Regions from separate parts of the Zea mays genome. Here region 2 is linked to region 1. A link is a contact called in public Hi-C data. All regions are on one chromosome and are shown on one strand. The core of a region is the stretch at or near the end of the contact, and the rest is flanking DNA. Distances in the headings are between cores, read along the strand shown. Region 1 has its middle 42 kb from the start of LOC100193088. Region 2 has its middle 10 kb from the start of LOC100285834.

What was found. A called contact is a pair of places that touch in the nucleus more often than the background predicts.
Region 2: a Hi-C map of ear shows a contact between it and region 1, with 2.0 times the contacts expected there. The contact joins two enhancer-like sites. A contact is called at or near these places in 3 of 25 Hi-C or Micro-C datasets (ear, leaf and root tip).

What each region holds. Positions count from the first base shown.
Region 1 is chr2:40,613,903-40,621,277 of Zm-B73-REFERENCE-NAM-5.0, forward strand. No RefSeq gene overlaps it. Among protein-coding and RNA genes, the nearest start is that of LOC100193088, 42 kb to the left of the region's middle. Within about 2 kb of position 5,314, at least 3 of the 20 cell types and tissues checked have an H3K27ac peak or open chromatin away from gene starts, as enhancers often do. A contact at or near this core is called in ear, where this site is marked.
Region 2 is chr2:40,919,900-40,927,409 of Zm-B73-REFERENCE-NAM-5.0, forward strand. No RefSeq gene overlaps it. Among protein-coding and RNA genes, the nearest start is that of LOC100285834, 10 kb to the right of the region's middle. Within about 2 kb of position 4,967, at least 11 of the 20 cell types and tissues checked have an H3K27ac peak or open chromatin away from gene starts, as enhancers often do. A contact at or near this core is called in ear, where this site is marked.

The DNA of each region.
Region 1 (7,375 bases), core at 4,064-6,563:
TATTTGTGTTGGGCAACTCAACCACCAAAATCAATTTAGGAACTAGGTGTAAGCCTAATTCCCTTTCAGCTGGCGACAAAGGTGATTCCTGACCTTGCCATCTCTTAACTACTTTGCTGCTACTGAGCACATATATGAACTGCATGGTTCTCGGTGCGTACTGCATATTTTTGAATTGAACTGAAAGTGCCATTATCCAACTGCGCAGAAGCACAACCTCCAAACAGAACAGCTAATATTTCACTAAGATAGGGCAGCAACCCCTTCTGTTATTGAATTCTTGCACATCATGCAACGTGTGTTCAATGTGAACATCCATGTGCTGGTGAGATCTGTGGGTAGCTGTAGTGTCCTCAACCTATGTATGGATTAGCATTGTAGAATTTGTCACCATGTCAACATATTGATTACATGATTTTGTTAATTGGATTATGTCACACTTAGTGGAGGCAGGGGGCCTAAACCAGACAACATCTCATGAATCTATAGCTTTTAATAATCATCTATGTCAAGGCAGGTAGCAGTTCTTGGGTTAGCTTTGTAATGGGGAATATATGTATTTGCAGACATACTATGTCTTAACACTAAATTAATTGAGCCATACTATTTTAACATCCTCCATTCCAAAGTTTTTCTTTATGTCTCCAGGCTAAATAGGTATGTGGCACTATTTGGTGAATTTAGTCATGTAAGTATTTTTTTCAGACAAATGACTGCCTGCCGAACTGCTACTTGCGCGACCTATAATGAGTATCATGAAGTAATTACTTTAAACCCATTCATGAGGAATTCCATGTTGCCTTGTTCTATAATGAGTATCATGAAGTAGCAATCAGCCTGTGTGGAGCTTTCTAATGCTTGAGCCATGTGTGGTGTTCGTTAACTTGTACTCTTCACTTGAATGCCATCCTTTGAAATGCTATTTATGTTTGCCTTTTGGCATATAGTTTTCCCATGCAAAGCATAGGGCTGCCCCGCACATCACTTTAATAGAATATGTTATTTTTTTCCAGGAAATGGAAGTAACAGAGCATAATTTAAAGACACAGCTTGAAAATGCTCTGAAGGAGCTAGAGGCTGCTCAACATAAAGCATCAACAACAACCTCTGGAACAGCTGAAAATGCTCTACTTGAAGCTAAGTCAGTGACTGATCTTAAATCTAAAGATTTGGAGGAGAAGGCTTTTGCGAATCACTTGAAGCGTTAGTACTTTTGTGAATGATTTTGTAAAGTGTTTGCAAATATGTGCAAAACATAATAACATGTGTAGGTTTTGTGAATGATTTTGTTGTGGTGCTTGTTGATGGTTTATGTGATGTGGATCTATCATTGTGCAATACTAATTAAATTTGTATATCTATGTGATTATGTGTATACTTTTGTATATATAACAGTTGTTGAATGCTAATTAATGGTATATTATCATTATTAACGACTATAACTAGGGGCAACTTTCTGTTGGTTGCTAAATGTATAGTATAACGACTCACGATTGGTTGCTAAATCTATAGTACAACAACCCACAGTTGGTCGCTAAATATATAATATTAGCAACGGACGATCGGTCGCTAAAAAGATGTCGGTCGCTAAAGCCTTTAGCGACGGCACTTACAGCGACCATCCTTATGGGTCGCTAAAAGTTTTTAGCGACCAACCGTAGGTCGCTGAAGGCCGTTTTAGCAACCAACTGTAGGTCGCTGTAAGTGAACCGTCGTGTAGTGATATATATCATTGAATAGATCTTGATTTTAGAGAATAATAAAATTAGTTTTATATTTTTCTAAGTTAAGATGAATTTATTATGAATTTATAAAGATCAATTCAGATTTAATATTTTTGTCTAAAAAATACCAAAATCGTTACCGACAGCAAAGAACCAAATAAAATGAAAACCATTTCCATTTTTTCTACCGATTTAATTTTTATATTTTCAGTAACTGTTCCTGTTTAACCCTAAATTTCGGTAAATTTTCGAAAATGAATCCTTATACAAAAAAAATATTTCCTTTTTCACCGCTAGTAGCTAGCCTCGCCATACTATATATAAAGGAACTTGGGGTTTAGTAAACTGACTAAAGTAAAATGCGTGTTACATTAAAGGTTTGAATATATCAATTACGACTATTGTATTGTGTAATTATAAAACAAATTACATTGATGAGAACTAAACAATAAGACAACTCTATTAAAAGCCTTGTTTCCAAAACTAACGGGTAGTTACTAAAATTAGCTGAGAGGTTTAGAACTGGTCGACTCCAACTAATTATTAGCTACACCCCTCAAATAGCTATTAATTGTTAGTTGCCTCAACCCAGCTAAGAACAACGAACAATTTATTAGTTGGCTAATAATTAGCTCTATATTAGCTCTATAGGTCTGGAACATGGCCTAAGTCTAATTAGTTTTACAATTAGACCATATTTAATCATTTGTAATCGATATTCAAACATTCAATATGATATATTAGGTCGTGCTCAGCAACATATAATCGTGTAAAAACACTGTTCCACACTATAGATAGCATTGTTCACGGAGTGAAGCTTGAAATAAAAGGTGTGATAAAAAAATGGAATAGAGAGCTGTTGTATATGTAATTAGTCTTTGTTCGGTTAGGAGAGAATTGAGAGGGGTTGGGGGAGATATTAAACCCCTTCCTATTCAATTACAAATAGAGAGATTTAATCTACTTCAACACACCTCTAACCGAATAAGGCTTTAAGGAGAAACCGAACATTCTCCAAATAACCAACAGTCCAATCAAAATGTGTATAGGGGGCGTGGTTGGTTGCTATGCCCGCGAGAGCTAGGCTCGCACCAGCCTGGGCGACCCGTGAACCTCCCTCCCCCGTCTCCCGCGTGCAGATAGAGATGTAAAAAAAATATCTGAGTTAGGCCCGCACATGTAGGCTACGTCCAAGCCGTGAAGGCTACCAATCACATACGCATACGCGGTTAATAACACATACCGCGGGCCTAGGCGCGACCAGCCGAGCAACTAATTACACCCTATACTGTGTTGAAAGGACCAGCGCACCGTGGACCGTCATCCGCCGTTGCGCGTTGGTACCTTTGACACAACTCGGTGAACTACTCACAAGACACAAAATGTAACATGAGAATTCAGAACATTTCACATGGTACATAACCAGACACTGAGACACTACTACGTGTTCCCAAGCAAGATCATCAGACATAACTGGAAATGGAACCGTGACCTCCTAACATACACGGTACACTATACTAAGACAAAATGTAGTGATATCTCCTGTAAGTACTGCTTGCTTCGGCAGCGCGGATTTCAAAGCAGGCATATGCTAGCTGGTGGGGTGGATGGTGCTTGATGGTGATGGCTAGGGCTGATTGTTGTCCTGGAATTGCTCCTCCTTGGGCAGCTCATTCAGGTCGAAGTCCCGCAACTCAGGCTCAGGCTCAATCACTGGCGCAGGCGCAGGCAGCGCCGCTCTGGCCTGTTGCTTCTCCAGGGACCAGTGCTTCCGCTTGTGGCCGCCTAGCGCCTGGCCGGAGGAGAAGGTCTTTGTGCACTCGTCGCACTTGTGCGGAGCCGAGGTCTGCGGCGGCGTCGGCGCTCGCGCCGGTGGTGGCGGCTGGGCGTCCTGCCGCTCCTGCAACGCGCCGCCCTTGCCCGCGCCATCATCGCTGGCGGGGATGATGTCGACGTCGCCGTTGCCGGCGCTCTGGTCGCTATGCGCCAAGACGTCGGGCTTGATCATAGCGTGGGCCGCGGCGTGGTCGTCGTGCCGCGCGCTGGTGGTCTTGTTCTTGACGTGGCTGGCCATGTGGCCGCCTAGGGCTTGATGGGTGGAGAACGACTTGTGGCACGTCGGGCACGTGTGCATCTTGCCCGACGCCGGAGATGGTATGCGCCTCGCCGGTGGCGTTCGGACGGCGCCTTCCGGAGGTGGCGGCGACGTCGTCGATGCAGCGGTACGCCCGGGATTCCTGACCCAGCGCTTCTTGGGCTTCTTGTCGCCGGCGCCAGAGTTGAGGCTGGGGAAGATGGCCTTGTTCGCCGGAACCATGATAAGAACAGCTTCCACCAGGTCCGTGACATGTTTGGCTACCGACGTCTGGGACTCAGCGCTGAGCTCCAGGGCATTCTCCGGAGTCTGCTGCTGCATAAGCTCCTCGACAACCGACGTCGTCTGGATCTGGTGGCCAGAGACGGCGTAGGGGGAACGCACCGGTTCCACAGGCTGCTGCCGCTGCTGGGTTTCGGACGACGTGCGGCTCATCTCCAATAGGATCATCGCAGCCTCCTCCTCCATCGCAGCCTCCTCCTCCTCGCTGATGCTGCTCGCTTGCATCGGTGCCACGGACGTGCGCCCGCGCTTCGCCTTGGCTGGCCACTTGGTCTCGGCCTCCTCCCACGGCTGCTTCTGCACTGCCGACGCAGCAGCGGCCACCATGTTGATGGCCACTACAACAGACTCCTTCCGCGGAACCTTATTGGTCGGCTCGTTGTCTCCAGCCACAGCCACGGCCACGGCCGCGGCGGCGCTGATCGTCGCCGGCGTCGGACGGGTGGCCCCCCTGTAGTCCCTATCCGGGTGTTGCCTAAGGTGCCCGCACATGGCCTTCAACGACGGGAACCACTTGGGGCACTCGGGGCACTTGGTAGCGTTGCCGGTCGTTGTCCCCATCGACCGAGCAAGGCCACTGCCTTGGCCTTGGATCTTCAGCAGCGGAGCCTTCGGGGTGGCCTCCGGCTCGCCGTCTTCTCCGGCATGTACTGGAGCCGCCGCCTCAGCGGCCTGGAGCTGAAGCTGGAGCGCCCGTGAGTTCATGATGAGGTCCGTCGTTGCTGATCAGAGCGAGAGTTGTGGTGCTAGCTGCTGCTGGATGGTGCTGGTGCGCAGGCAGGTGGCTGTATCTGTTTCGATCGAGGCGCCGAGCAAATAGTAACCGAAATAGGAGTCTGCTGGAACTCAAAGGGTCCCCCGACCCTATCCCTATGCGTCTGATCTGACAGTAGTCCTTTAATTTCTCCTTTGTCACCTGGATAAAAATAAAATAAAGTGAGCAAAACACACGAGACAGCCTAAGATAAATAGAATGAATTAAATACTAGCAGAAAGGCATAGTTAGTTTTTTGAGATGGTAGAAAAAAGGAAGCATAAAATAATAGGCAAGGTAAGTACTGTACTATACAAGTGCAACATTAATCTTTCCAATTACAAAGCACCCAAAAGAAGAACCGAATTAAACCAGACAGTGAAGGCAACACATTGGTGCAATGCCAATGGTGTGGGGGATCAGTGAAAGTAGCCATAGGCCTATAGTAGGGACTAGCTAGGGAGGGAGGTAGCAGCTGCTGGCCTCACCAAAGAGAATGCAGTACAACTGTACAAACATCAAACGGTGTTTAGAAAAAGATGGAAATTCCATGTACTGGCTGACTACTGATGTGACAGGGGATCTTGCAGCCTTTGTATCCTCTTTTGTGCCAAAAGAGAACCAGAAGCCCGCCGGCCAGAGATAAGAACTAGTAGTACTTCTACTGCCTGCAGTGTACTCCTACTACTCCAGGCATGCAGCTACCACTGCCACCCCTGCAGGATTGGGGAAATAAAGAAGAGCTTGGACGATCGCATTATCGTTGCATAGCACCCTGCTGAAGTAGTAGAAAGTACTAGTAGCTAGTAGCACTACACTTGATGACAAAAATACCATGCGTTCTGTTTAAATCCCTGGGCGAAAACGGCAAGCAATAAGGCAAGGATCATGCACGACTGGATCGTTTCCAAACGGGAGGAGATCCGTGAAGTGCGAAAAACAAGGAATGAAATATCCGTTGGCATGCAGAATGATGTGATCCCTGGTGATGACTAGCGTACGAAGTTGCATAAGATCATACCCATGACCTATAAAAATGCGCTATAATTTAAAAATAAATATATTTTATAGGATTTAGGGCACCAACAAATCATTTCCCCTACGGCAGCAAAGCCTCAAATTTAGGTTATAGGTCAGCCTACTACGACCTAGTATATTTGGGGCACTTGATTAGCTACACTATAATTTGTTTACCAAATTTTGTAAAATAAGGCACTGGAGTAGTTTTCTCATTAGTAGAGTTTCATATTTCAATTTGGGTCACCAGCTTGAGATATTGTTGGAGATGATCTAAACAAGGGACGATCTATATATATGTAGGCGGTCCGGTGCTGACGGAGGAAATCAAGCGCCCGAGCAAGGAAAGAAAGAAATCATCTCCATGATGCATGTGCTGCATGCATTGCGACGGCTAGCTAGCTCCTCGGATGAAAAAAATAAAGATAGAACAGCAGATGAGGAACAGGTGACTTAATTAGCTGTCTGGAACCAGAAATCCCAACTGCATCTCTGCAAAATAAAGGGGGAAAAAATGGAGCTGAAAAAGGAACCGATACCGGACTCAGCGGCGATCGACGACGACGACTGAAAAGAGGATAAAAGAAAAAAAAAATCTCGAGCTGCTCTACCTTCTCACCTCAGTAGTAGTAGTACGTACCTATCTAGAGCCATGTCTACAAGAGATCAGTAAAAATAGGAGCGGAGAGAAATTAAGAGAGGGGGCAGGAAAACGAGGATCTCGCACAAGAAGAAGCTGACGACGGGAATATTGTAGGGCGAACGAACACAAATCAACAATCCACACAACAACAGAAGCGCAACGAAAGAAAATTAAACAAATCAATCCACCACAATAACGAAACGACGAACACGCACGAATGCATATATACAGCAGCGCGCAGCATAACATCCATAGCTAGCAGCCGGATCGCGGTTTCGTCGTCACTGCCGCCTCAGACCTCTCACGCGCCGCACTGCTAGCTTTTCCCGGCGAAAACCTAGCTAGCCCCGAGCTATACTATACCGGCCGGCGGGACGACGACGACGAGGTTTCGATCGATTGCCGTCGGCGAGGTGGAAAGAGAGAGTAGTGTGGGAATAAGGTAGGAGGAAGGGGGGCGGTAGGTGAGGGAAGGGAAGGGATGGATTGATCTCACCTCTTCTGGATGGAGATGAGCTGAAATCCGCTGGTTCGGTATGGTGTGGAGGAGCTTCCGTGGAGTAGAGAGGGAGCTGGCCGGGCTCTTCTCCTTCCTTATGTAACCGCCTGCAGGGGGGGAAGCCTCCGATTAAGCCTTCGGGCCTATCCTGGTAGTAGGCACTGGACAAGCACACTGCGCCGCGTTTCGCGTTCGGCCGTGGATAGAACTGGACTGTGGATGGTCAGGGAACCGCTTGATATCGGAGCGAAAAACATGCAGCGCGCGCCTTCGCTGGTAATAACCTGATTAACCTCCGATCCATCAGGGAGGCGGCGCCAGACGGTAGCCATCCAATCGTCCAGGTTTCGAAAATCTAGCG
Region 2 (7,510 bases), core at 3,717-6,216, 310 kb after region 1:
TCAGATACTCGGCAAAGTTAACGGTTGGTGGATGGTGTTAGCTGACGACACCAGTTTATCAAGTGTTTTTCTTTGTCTAGTGTGTGGCACTAGGCAAACTTCTGATTTGCCGAGCGTTTGTTTTTGCCTAGTGTCTGGCACTAGGTTCGATTTGCCCAGTGTTTTTACTTTGCCTAGTGGCGGACGCTCGGCAAACGACTGATTTGCTAGTGTCTTGGTTTGCCCAGCGTAACACTCGTCAAAGAAGATCTTTGCCTAGTGCCTGTGAATTCACGCTCGACAAAATATTTAGCGCTAGGCAAAGTTTGTCTCTCCCGTAGTGAATGTTGCCATTAAACTTTTTCTTAGATTTGGAATATGCTATTTTATACTGATTTCCCTGAATCACGTAGTCCAATCACGTAGTCCATGGGTAGGTATGTGTATTTTTTATTGTCCATCCTACCCAAAAGAAAATTAAAACTGACGGTTCTCGGTGGGAAACCGGTGATTTGTTTTTTTAAATAAGTTTTGAACAAAAAAAATTAAAACTGGTAAAAAAAATCAACGAAAACTATCAGTTTACCGTCGGAAATATCTAAAACCCCGATTTATTTGAATTTATGAATACAAACCGGTTAAAAGTTTAAAACTGCCAACTGACATAAAAACCGATCGAAAATTAATAGCGGTTTACCGGTGGTTTTTAGCGGTAAACTGGTGATTTGAATTTCAAAAGGCAAACGGGTCGGTTTTGTCGACTTTTAGCGGTGGTTGCCGGTGGACAATATGAACATGCTTATAAAAATACACATACATGATTCAATATAAAATAACATACGTATTTCAAATCTAATAAGAAGTTTAATGGCAATATTACCAGCCAAATAAGTTCAATGACATATATGAAAACCAGAACGCACAACTAATTAACCCAACATACAAAGTACACACAAGACAAAATGCGGATTTTAAAGCAGGCATATGCGCTAGCTGGTGCTTTGATGGTGATGGCTAGGGCTGATTGTTGTCCTCGTCTTGCCCCTCCTTGGGCAGCTCATTTAGGTCGAAGTCCCGCGACTCAGGCTCAAGCACTGGCGCAGGCAGCGCCGCTCTGGCCTGTTGCTTCTCCAGGAACCAGTGCTTCCGCTTGTGGCCGCCGAGCGCCTGGCCGGAGGAGAAGGTCTGGCTGCACTCGTCGCACTTGTGCTGCAGCGCCGAGGTCTGCGGCGTCGGCGCTCGCGCCGGTGGCGGCTGGGCGTCCTGGCGCTCGTGCAACGCGCCCTTGCCCGCGCCAGCGCTGGCGGGGATGATGACGTCTCCGTTGCTGGCGCTCTGGTCGCGATGCGCCAATATGTTGCGCTTGTCCATAGCCTGGGCCGCGGCGAGGTCGTCGTGCCGCGCGCTGGTGGTCTTGTTCTTGACGTGGCTGGCCATGTGGCCTCCTAGGGCTTGGTGAGTGGAGAACGACTTGCTGCAGGTCGGGCACGTGTGCTTCTTGCCCGACGCCGGCGACGGTATGCGCCTCGCCGGCGGCGTTCGGACGGTGCCTTCTGGAGGCGGCGGCGGCGACATCGATGCTACTGTCTGCTCGGAATTGACCCGGCGCTTCTTGGCCTTCTTGTCGCCGGCGCCAGAGCCGAGGCTCGGGAAGATGGCCTTGTTCGCCGGAACCATGATCGTCAGGACAGTTTCTGTGGTAATCACCAGCTCCGTGACCTGTTTGGCTGCCGGCGTTTGGGACTCAGCGCTGATCAGCTCCAGTGCATTCTCCAGTTGAACGATCTGCGCGGCTTCCGGAATTTGTTGCCCTGCAGGCTGGTGCTGAAGCATAAGCTCCTCGACATCCGACGTCTGGATCTGGTGGCCAGAGACGGCATCGGGCGCATGCACCGGTTCCTGAGCAGGCTGCTGCTGCTGGGTTTCGGACGACGTGCGGCTCATCTCCAATAGGATCATCGCAGCCTCCTTCTCCTCCTCCTCCTCCTCCTCCTCCTCCATACCAGTCGCAGCCTCCTCCTGCTCCTCCTCGCTGCAGCTGGTCGCCTGCATCGGCGCCACGGGCGTGCGCCTGCGCTTCGCCTTGGCCGGCCACTTGGTCCCGGCCTCCTCCCACGGCTTCTTCTCCTCGTCCGCCATGTTGAGGGCCAGGAAAACAGACTCCTTCCGTGGCACCTTCTTGGTCGGCTCGTTGTCTCCAGCCACGGCCGCGGCGGCGCTGATCGTCGCCGGCGTGGGACGGGTGGCCCCCTTGTAGCCCCTATCCGGGTGTTTCCTAAGGTGCCCGAACATGGCCTTCAACGACGTGAACCACTTATGGCACTCGGGGCACTTAGCATAGGTGTTGCCGGTTGTCCCCATCGACGGAGCAAGGCCACTGCCTTGGCGCCGCGGCAGATCGTCAGCCGTACCTTGGCCTTGGATCTTCCGCAGCGGAGCCTGCGGGGTGGCCTCCGTCTGGCCGTCTTCTGCGGGATGGACTCGAACCGCCCCCGCGGCCTCATAGGCCTGGAGCTGGAGCTGGGAGTTCATGATGGGGTCCACCGTTGCTGAGCAGAGCGAGAGGAGTTGCGGTGCTGCTGCTGGGTATCTGTTTCGGTCGAGGCGCCGATCGAGCCGACCTTCCTTATGATCTGAGAGTAGTCCTTTCTCCTTTGTCACCTGGAGAAGAAAATAAAGTGAGTGAAACACATGAGACGACGGATTAACGGGGTATTTGAATGTACTAGAGCTAATATTTAGTTGTTCAAATTAGCTAGAGACATTCAAACACCACTCTAGCTAATAGTTCAACTATTAACTATTTTTAGTAAATTCGTTAATATTTAGCTAGCTATTATTAGTTAGCTAATTCCACTAGTATTTTTTAGTCAACTAACTATTAGCTCTAATGTATTCAAACACCCCTAAGATAAATAGAATGGATTAAAATACTAGCAGAAAGGTGTAGTTGGTTTTTTAGATGGTTAGAAAACTAAGAGAATGTTTAAATGCACTAAAACTAATAGTAAGTTGGCTAAAAATTGTTAGTGGAATTAGCTAGCTAACAAATAGCTACCTAATTATTAACTAATTACTAAAAATAGCTAATAGCTGAACTATTAGCTAGGGTGTTTGGATGTCTCAACTAATTTTAGTCATTAACTATTAGCTCTAGTACATTCAAACATTCCCTAAGCATAAAATAATAGGCAAGGTAAGTACTATACAACTATACAAGTGCAACATTAATCTTTCCATTTACAAAGCACCCAAAAGAAGAACCGAATTAAACCCCAGTGCACAGCGAGACAGTGAAGGCAAACACATTGGTGCAATGGTGTGGGGATCAGTGAAATGGCTGATAGAATGCAGTACAAACGTCAAACGATATTTAGAAAAGTAAGAGGGAAATTCCATGTACTGAACTACTGTGGTGACAGGAGATCTTTGCAGCCTTTGTATCCTCTTTTGTGCCAAAAGAGTACCAGAAGCCCAGAGATAAGAACTAGCAGTACACTACTACTCCTAATACCTGAAGTCTATGTACTCCTAGCTGCTACTCCCCTGCAGGATATTGTGGAAAGCAAAACAACTGTTGTTTTTCAGTTTGCGCAAGAGAAGAAAGCTGGACGATCGCATTATTGCTGAAGTAATAGAAAGCACTAGTACTAGCACTACATGACTTACAAAATATCATGTTTTCTGTTTAAATTCCGGGGCGAAAACGGCAAGCAAGGGAAGGATCATGCACGCGACTAGCTAGATCGTTTCCAAACGGGAGTAGATCGATCTGTGAAAACAAGAGGAAACAAATATCCGACTAACATGGAAGCCGTAGATGTCGTAGGCGACAGTACTGAAGGAAAGTAACCGACTAATTAACCGGGCGGCGCATGCATATATCTAGCGCCAGCAGACTGATGGAAATCAAGCGCGAGCAAGGAAAGAAATAAATCGTCCTAGCTCCATACTGATGGCGGAAACAGATCCAGCGCGCGCCAGCATATTGCGAGTTGCGACGGCTAGCTCAGATGAACATAAAGATAGAACAGCAGATGAGGAGCTGGTGTGGTGACTGTGTGGAACCAGAAATGCCATCTGCACTGCATCTGGTTAAATAAAGAGGAAAAAAAGAGGATAAAAAAAAATCTCGCGCTGCTCTACTACTTTCTCACCTCAATAGCAGTAACTGTAGTACGTATCTAGAGCATGGGTACACGAGATTAGAAAAACAGGAGCGGAGGGAGAGGCAGGAAAACGAAAACGATAATCTCGCCCAAATCCGAAGAACTTGATCAATTACCGGCCCCCACGCGCGCAGCACAAGGAGCTGACGACAGGAGTCAGGAATACAGGGAGAATGAACACAAACGAACAATCCACGCAGCGCGCAACGAACCATAGCTAGCTAGAAGCTGAGAGGAATATAGGGCGAACGAAAACAAATCAAATCCGCACAACGAAACGAACCGCGTGCATACAGCAGCGCAGGATATATAACAACCATATATACCTAGCAGCCGGAGCGCGGTTCCATCATCAAGCGCCGCACCAGACAGACACATCACGCGCGCGCCGCACTATAGCTTCGTCCCAGCGAAAACCTAGCTAGCCCCAGCGCGCTACCGGCAGGACGGACGACGAGGGTTTGTCGTCGGGGAGGTGGAAAGAGATCGAGAGGGAGGAAGGAGGAGGCGGTGGGCGAGAGAAGGTGGGATCGATCGGTCTCACCTCTTTCGGAGATGAGCTGAAATCCGCGCGCGGGTGGTATGGTGTGGAGGGCTGCAGGAGGCAGGCGTGGAGTAGAGTAGTAGAGGGAGCTGGCCTGGGCTCTTGTCCTTCCTTTTTGTAACGGCCAGGCAGGAGGAAGAGGAAGCAGATGTGTTGGTGTTGGGAGAGAGAGTCACGCACGCACGCACGCACCTATCAGCCTTCGCTCCCTCACCTCAACTCGCGGCAGTGGGGCCCATCCTAGCACTGCCATCTCTTCTCGCGTCCCAGACTGAGAAGGCGCTATGCGGGAAAGCGCGTGGCACGCAGCAGCGCCGCCGCAGATAGTGGCTGGGGTACGTGGTGGGTACCGTCCGATTGGGAAGCTAGCCCGGGTTCTGGAAATTCAGGCGTACGGAAGCAAGTGAAACAAACTAATCACTACTGTTTGGGAATGCAGTTTTGAAATACTATAGTTTTGAGATACTATAGTTTACAATTGTACATAACATAAATACTACGGTATTGTTTGACCACAGTAAAACTACAGTATTGCTCAAAACCGAGATCTTTTTGGTTTTATTGGAAAAACAAAGTATATGTAGAGAGAAGAGAAGAAAACTGAGGTCCTGAGTGGAGTTTCGAAAACTCCAAAAATAACACAGTTTTGGGCAAACCATAGTATTTAAAACTGAGTTTTGACTGTACAAACCAAACACCTTTTGAGCTCCAATACTATAGTATCATCAAATACTATAGTATTGTTTCAAAACTGCAAAAATACTATAGTTCCAAACAGGGCCTGATATGTTATTAGAGGCTGGGTTTTCAAAAATTAGGCGTATAGACGCGCACTGACAAGCTCAAACCGTGGAGGTAAAACAAACTGACCAGCCTTATACCATCTTTAATTCTGCTTTGCTTGCTACGCATGCATCCTTTGGTTATTTTTGTTCCAATTTTATACATTGAGAGTAAGAACTTCTACCGGTATATAATAGTTACCTTGGAGTAATTCAAGAGAAGCTCTATAGTCGATCGATCGATTATGTAGGGCCTGTTTGGAGGCTGACGTCCAGTGCCACACCCCGCCTAAGGTGCGGCGGCCGATTCGGCCGCCACAACTGCGGCGCGCGGCGTGTGGCGTGGCGTGGTGTTAGCGGCAGTAATCCAAACACGCCCGTAGTACTCTCCAAGCGCGCGTAGGAGGACGACAGGACGGCGGGCCGGGGTGTGCTGGCGCTGCGGAAGCCGGAAGGGAGCCGCCCGGAGAGCTCCTCACGCACATCTGGGCTCTCGGAGATGCTCTCGTGTAAGCTTTGGAGCTGATGAGATCCATGGCGGTCACCACGGAGCGGGCGAAATGCAAGATAAGTGTTCTCCTTGACCCTGATCTTTTCTGCGATTTGGGGGGGAATACGTCATCTCTAAGCAATCTCGGCTGGGATGCTGGAAGTAGTTCTTCTCAGTTCACCCCTCCGGTTTTATCTGATCTGTGTTCTAGCCATGAATCTCATCTTGATGAAGATCTTGATTCTGAGTCACGTGGTTTGGAACAAGGAAATCAATCTGTTTCTGCTATTCAGTCATCTACGCGGAAGGAATCTGGTGTTTTGGCTGGGCATCCAGCAAAACAATTCGAATTTCCTGCCGGTAATGTCATTGTGAATACGGAGACAAAGCCAATCCATAATGTTCCATTACGGTCTGGGGCTAATGGCCGTCAGGTGGGGCGCGTGGCCTTTGGCATGCCCTTTCCGCGTCGGACAGTTTCGATGCGGCCTTGGCGTGGACCGTTGCCAAAGCCACGACCGATGCGGGATGTGACACTGGAAGCTTTCCTGCCTCCTAATTCAAATTTGTCCCACAAACCAATCTTGAGAGAGAACACCGCAGTAATGGCGGGGACTCCTTTGCTGGATGTGGCGCCCTCCGCGACGGCGCACGGGTCTTTCCCAAGGTGCGGCCGTGAAGTTTACTCAGAGCGTGATTTACAAAAAACTGCCTCGGGTCCTTCCACTGCCGATCTAATTAAGAAGGCTAAGGCGTTTGGAAGGCCGAGATCCTGTTTGCTACGAGGCAGTCAGAGTAAGGTTGACGGGAGGTTCTCCCTTCTTAAGCCGGTCTCTTGCCCAGGGAACTTGTGCAATACGCGATCTCCTTCGTATGCAGAGATGGCCGCTAGACCACCACCTCCTATTAATCGGGCAGGGGACTCTGACCACCGGCCTGTGCCTTCGGGTAACAGAAATCCGACTATGGCGGCACCCATGCAAGGAGGTGGATGGCGGGGGCAGGCACCCTCGCGGCACGGGCATGGAGATGGCGCATTTTTGCATCGTCGAGGCGCTGGGCGTGGTGCTTGTCATGGCCGGGGCAATCAAGGGATGCCTGGCCGTGGCCTAGCTGGACGAGGAGGACGCTTCCCTCCACAGCCTCGTTACCAGAGGAGGGTGGAAGGTTTTACGGCTAGCCATGAAATGGCGCCTGGGGATGAGCTTCCTGTTGGGACTGCAGAGGTGGTAAGGACCACGGCTAAGCCTCTCTCAACATCTTTGGATCCAGGTACAATTTCTAAGGCCAAGAAACCAAAGAATCCTTTCTGTTTTCGATGCAAGTTGAGTGGCCATATGAATGAGGATTGCAAAGCAATTTTAGACTGTGTGGTCTGCAATAAGAAGAACTCGCATGTGGTAGCCAAGTGTCCTCTTCTGAAATTTCCTAGGCCGGATGCTTCCTTTTTTGGCTTTGGAAATAATGATTTGGGTTTCTTTCGCATACCAGAATTTGATTATAAGTTAGAAACACCGGATCCAGCCCCGACTGCCCTCATCAAAGT